Regions from separate parts of the Mus musculus genome. Here region 2 is linked to region 1. Evidence: chromatin contacts called from public Hi-C data. All regions are on one chromosome and are shown on one strand. Each heading gives the region's core, a stretch centred on a gene start, on an enhancer-like site or on the middle of the called end of the contact. The rest is flanking DNA. Distances are from core to core; before and after follow the strand shown.

What was found. Hi-C and Micro-C count contacts between places; a contact is called where the count stands out from the background.
Region 2: a Hi-C map of cortical neurons shows a contact between it and region 1, with 1.7 times the contacts expected there. The contact joins two enhancer-like sites. A contact is called at or near these places in 1 of 15 datasets of contacts at CTCF or cohesin (large pre-B cells), 1 of 484 Hi-C or Micro-C datasets (cortical neurons) and 1 of 9 other capture datasets (embryonic stem cells).

Annotation. Positions count from the first base shown.
Region 1 is chr16:49,632,370-49,635,038 of GRCm38.p6, forward strand. The region is part of intron 2 of Gm31494 (a long non-coding RNA gene); the gene reads right to left. Among named protein-coding and RNA genes, the nearest start is that of Gm31494, 11 kb to the right of the region's middle. Within about 2 kb of position 1,357, at least 14 of the 459 cell types and tissues checked have an H3K27ac peak or open chromatin away from gene starts, as enhancers often do. A contact at or near this core is called in cortical neurons, where this site is marked.
Region 2 is chr16:49,904,965-49,907,633 of GRCm38.p6, forward strand. It overlaps Cd47 (CD47 antigen (Rh-related antigen, integrin-associated signal transducer)), which reads left to right. Exons shown (of 9, transcript NM_001368415.1): 8 at 1,817-1,848. Among named protein-coding and RNA genes, the nearest start is that of Gm19723, 50 kb to the right of the region's middle. Within about 2 kb of position 1,312, at least 133 of the 459 cell types and tissues checked have an H3K27ac peak or open chromatin away from gene starts, as enhancers often do. A contact at or near this core is called in cortical neurons, where this site is marked.

The DNA of each region.
Region 1 (2,669 bases), core at 107-2,606:
ATGATAGCCTCTGTCCCTGGAACTATAATCCAATAATTCCTTCTTCTAAAAGATGTGCAGCAAGAGCAGAGCCAGAAGATGCCAGGCTTGCGCATTGACAGCCTGCTTTATTAAGAATGAATCCACTCCTGCCAGGCTCAACCAAGAGGAGAGCAGCACTGACACCTACAAAGACATCATGACCCAGTCATCATTAACAGATCATCTCTTAAAGTCTCATCACCTTTCAATACCCCTCCATTGGGGAGGGAGGTGTTAGGGACCAAACTTCTAGCTCATGAATGTGTCAAATGAGGAAAAGGCAATCCCCCCCGGGCATAAGATGGTTTTCATGAGATTGAACATGGTTTTGTTTCTCAAGGGACAACACAGGACACTGTTCTCATCTGATGGACGTTACCAGCATCTTTTGTTTCTTTCCTCCCTTAGCATCTTTCTCTGCATTGAGTATTCTAAAGACATGATTGTTAGTATAAGCTTACTGCCAACTTGTTCGTATCCTGATTAAAAACCCAATGTGCATGCACCCGGAGAAGCCCAGCAGAAGCAAGGTGTACGCCACACTGAGAAGGATCTAGACTTAGACTGGAAACAATGGCACTCAGCAGAGAAAGTGAGCCCTTCCCGGAACAACTACCCTTTCTCGGAAATAATGGAGTTATGCAAGTTAAGGAGGACTTAATCTGAGTTTGCAGAAAACCTATCATAATGATGCAAAGAGCTATAAAGACAAGCACTTCCTAAATGCTCAGTTCCCACACCAGTAAATTAGGATCAGTGTGTTCAAGGTCTCAGAGCTTAATTTCTATGTGTGGTCAGATTTGAGTCTGCAGTAAGTCAGGTCTTTTTGTCCATTTTATGGCTATTCTTTACCCTATATACGAAGACAAACTATATTCAGGTGGTGTGAACACATTGAACCTCCCATGCATATGTGCTTGATGATCAACTCTTATGCATGATTTTCATCGACCTGCCCACTTCTTCCTGCAGCTACACTGTACAAACCAGTTCTAGGGAAGACTATAGTCCAATGACTACATTCTGATGTATTTAGTGTGAGAGCAAGCCTTGATCTAGAGCCCTCAGAAGGGAGAGAGAGAATCTCAGTAATTCTAACATCACTCTGCCAACCCAGCACATAAAAAACGGAATTGCAGAGAATGCTACATCCACACAAATACTGGGAGGGAATGGATGAGTGCATCCCATCCCTCCTCCTGGTAAATCGTTCTCAAATATGCTTCTTCAAAATAACATCCCCTTGAGTTGCGCACTGTCTTCGGTGGTGACTTTACCCATGGTGCAGCTCTGTTTAGCTGCTTCTGTTATTCCTGGTTCTACTCCCACTAAATTACACAGCCCTATTTGCATTTCCACAAGACGACACATGCTAGCCTTTTTCCATAAAAGGAGAAGTATGATTCAACTCTGAGGATGCCTGACTTCATATAATTATCTCAGAGTCTGAATTTCTAGCCTTGCTGCAGACTTCATTTCTAATTGCCACCCAGGCACTCATACTGCTGAAAACTCCAGACTCAGAGGCGCAGTATCACCTTTCTAGCCTCAATGCACCTTGTTGACTTTTGCAAATATATTAGTTTTCTCTTCCCTGTGAGCAAACCCTTACAGAAACAATGTAAAGGAGAAAGTGTTTACTTTGGCTCAGAGTTTCATGGTGCTTCGTCTCACTGATTCTGTCTTTCAGAACATCATGTGTTAAGGATGTCTGATAGGTGAACTTTGCCATGATAGGCAGGGGACAGAGAAAAGGGGAAGGGGTACATGAAGAAACCAGGGCAAGATTTAGATCCCAGTGACCCACTTCCTCCAAGAAGGCTTTACCTTCTACCTTTCGTAGCTTCCTGTTCTGTTATTGTATGATGAACACATCAATGGAGCAATCCATTCCCTATGCCAGAACCCCCATGGTCTAATCATTTGGGACAGTCTCACAGAAATCCCCGGAGGTAGAGCTCACTAACAATCCTAAACTCTTATACTATCTATCACTGTTAAGCATCTTAGTACATCTCCTTTTCGCTTCAATTCTAAATCATCAACTTTCCACTAACCTTTCATTCCTCTGGATGTTTGCCTGCTGTTGCCTTCACCTTCCTGTTACTGTTCAAACTGTTGGGAAATGATGCCCCTAACCTCCATCTATGCATCCCATCAGATGAACAGATTTTCTCTATTACCTCTGTAAACACACTATAAACTCCAGTTTCAAGTAGCAGAGGCAGAGATGGGGATTAAAACAGCAGGGTCACTGAGAGGAATGAACATCCAAGAACAGGTTATAAAGAAATGAGGAGGTAATGCAGAGAAAGCAAGAAGCCCAGCAGGCTAGGCTTGGCTGAAGTTTCATGGTGCTTCGTCTCGCTGATTCTGTCTTTCAGAACATCACGTGTTAAGGATGTCTGATAGGTGAACTTTGCACTGAAGCACTGAAGGCTGAATCGTATAGCAGCCTTGCCTTTTGATTCAGTAAGAGATTGTTTGCATCTTTAAGTATATCAGTTGTTAGCTAGGGTTTACCCCTGGTCAGATGGCATAGATTCCCAGGCTCCTCAGAGCAAGGGCAGGCCCATCATTAGCCATTAGCAGCAAACACATACAGAGTTTGGGTGCACCAGTCAGATCTGTGTAGAACATAGCAGGGG
Region 2 (2,669 bases), core at 62-2,561, 270 kb after region 1:
TAACCAGGGCCATCTAAGTGACCATGAGTTTGGAATGGTCTACTGGAGCCCGACAGGCTCATGAGTATTTATTCAGCTGAGGGAATGCCTCTCCAGGGCTCAGAATCTTTCCTTAGCCATTTCTTTGATGGAAGGGATCCAGGCCTCTTGGGTCCCCCTCCCCCCCCATCAGCACCTGGCTTCTGACAGGCCCAGTCTTGTTGAGGTGTACTGCAGGCAAGTGTAATTGCGTTGGGTTCATGGTTAGAATGTGTGTAGCATGCCCAGAAGATAGCAGTCATGTAGCTCTGGTTTCTGTCGTCCACCCCTTATCTTCCTTCTGCCCTTTCTTCCCCAGTGTTCCCTGGGCCTCAATGGGGGATGGGGTAACTGCCTCATTTATAGCTGAGCACTTACTTCTCCCTGTTACTTGAGTTCAGTTTACGTAACTTAAGAATGACTGCATTTTTCTCCCAATCTCCTGCCTAACTGTGTGATACACTCCATAGCTGCTTCTTTCTTCATTCCCACCACTCCAAATTCTTCCTTGCCTACTTTCTCTCTTCTTTTGAAACCTGTCCCTCCTATCCCTATGTTTCTAGTTGTTTGTAATTTAACCTCTTCTAATTCTAGTGGTAATGTGATGTGTATGTCTGGCCTGGTGGCTGCACTTTTCCAGTTTGAGAAAGCCTGGTCTTCATTAGCGTTAGACGCTTGCTGAGTCTGCACGGGCAGGGTAGGGGAACTTGGCTGTCTTGGGCGTGCCTCTGTGTGCTAGCCAGTTGGGTTTCTGTGGAATCCTATAAGCCCTAACACTGTTTCTCGGCAGTCCAGAATGACTGGGAAATTACTCTGCATTGCTCCTGCCTTAAAACTACATTGTGTATTCCGCTGTGGCTCTCGGAGTGCTTACACTGTTTAAAAAACCTGGAAGCTTGGAGTTCTCAAACTGAGATGGGTGGGGTAGGAAATTGTGCCTAGGAAAAGAATCCTGAGTTGTTGAGAGACTATTTCTGGTCACGTTTTCCTGTTCTTGGGACACAGGCTATGTGTTAAGACCTGCTTTCCTTGCTCTCTATGGCTCCCTGAACTGGTTTTACAAGGAAGTTTTCTTTTCTTTTTTCTTGTCTTTTTTTAAAACCAGTCTAATGTTGTTCTTTTCCCTCTTGTCATTTAGTTCCTGCCCTCTATTATTGCATCTTCATTAGCTAATCTGTGCAGAAGCAGTAAAGGTTGCAACTCAAAACACCAGGGAGGAATACACAGAGGGAGGAGCCCTGGTTTGGTTTGAAACTACCAATCTGGGGTAGCTCTAAGCTCGAGGGAGGGAGGGAGGGAGGGGGCGTTGAAGGGCTCATGCTTTGTTGTAGCGTGCTAGCTGCCTAGAGCTTTGAGGACTGGGAATATGAGAGAAAGGAAGAAAAGGCTGCTCAGTTCGGAACAAGGAGAGTGTGTTGAGAGAGGGGAAGTCACTCGTTGCCCTATTCTGGCCATCCCAGCTGGGAAGGAGAAAGAGATGGTACCCTGGTAACAGTGAGTAGTTGACAGCCTCTCTTCAACATGAGGTATGACAGGTATCTGACATGAGAGAGGCATGTGCACATGAGTGAGTCTATTTTTTTTTATTTGCTGTAGGCATCTCTTTGCTTTTCTCCTGTCAATGCATTTAATCAAGAGTCCTCTGTAGTTTTCAAGTAGACCATCAAAGCTACAACTCCTGCACTGGAGTCTCTAGTACCTTCTGGCTTTAGTCCTGAACATGTATGTTATCTTAAAATTAAGTATTATATTGCTTTATGTATCTTATTGGTTGCATTTATGCTTTTATTTATACCAGCTTCCAACCAGAGGACTATCCAACCTCCTAGGGTAAGTCCAAGTTTATGAAATTAATTAAAAGCAGTTGTTTGGTGGATTAAAATGAGGGGTTGGAACATTGGACTGTTTGGTTCTATGCTTAATGTGACATCAAATTAAGGCAATGCTGAAGTCATTTCAGGGCCTGTGTATGAATAGGTCTGTTTGTGTCATAAGATTTACCTTGAGGCATTTAAGTACTGATGAGACAGAAGTGTCCCTGTAAGTTTGTACTCCCTATGTAGATGCAGAATCTATGAGGGGGAATATAATTATCTCTTCCATCAGCAGGAAGCTGATTCCACTGTGTCTCCCCATCTGTTGGATTTGTGTGATGTGAGTTTATAGAGTGACAGTTTTGAGCACGACATTAAGGAAGAAAAGTTTGTGTTAAATTGACTTCCTTAAAAAGTATAGTCTGTAAGGTATATGTTGTTGAAGAGATCCATTCCAAATAATGACCTACGATTTTATCAGCATTTTTCCTTCCTAAAGGTTTTATTGTATTTGAATACCTCCATAAGGTCTTTGGGAAAATTCTAAGAAAAAGATCAAATTCAGGAGGAAATGTATGAGAAAAAAAATTACTGTATAAACTCACCATGGTGACAGACCTGAGAGTTCTTACATGGAATTAAGATCTGAAGTGGGAGTATATTGGACTCAGCTTCCTGTCCACAGTGACTGGCAGATAACTCTGGCAGCCTCTAAGGACACGCCCAAAGGGCGGGCTTGGGAGAATGTGTTAATTCACCTCTGCCTCTTATTCTGAGGAGACTGGTGACACAGCTGTGTTAGCCACAAGCAGCTAACAGTTCTCCTAGAGCCGCTTA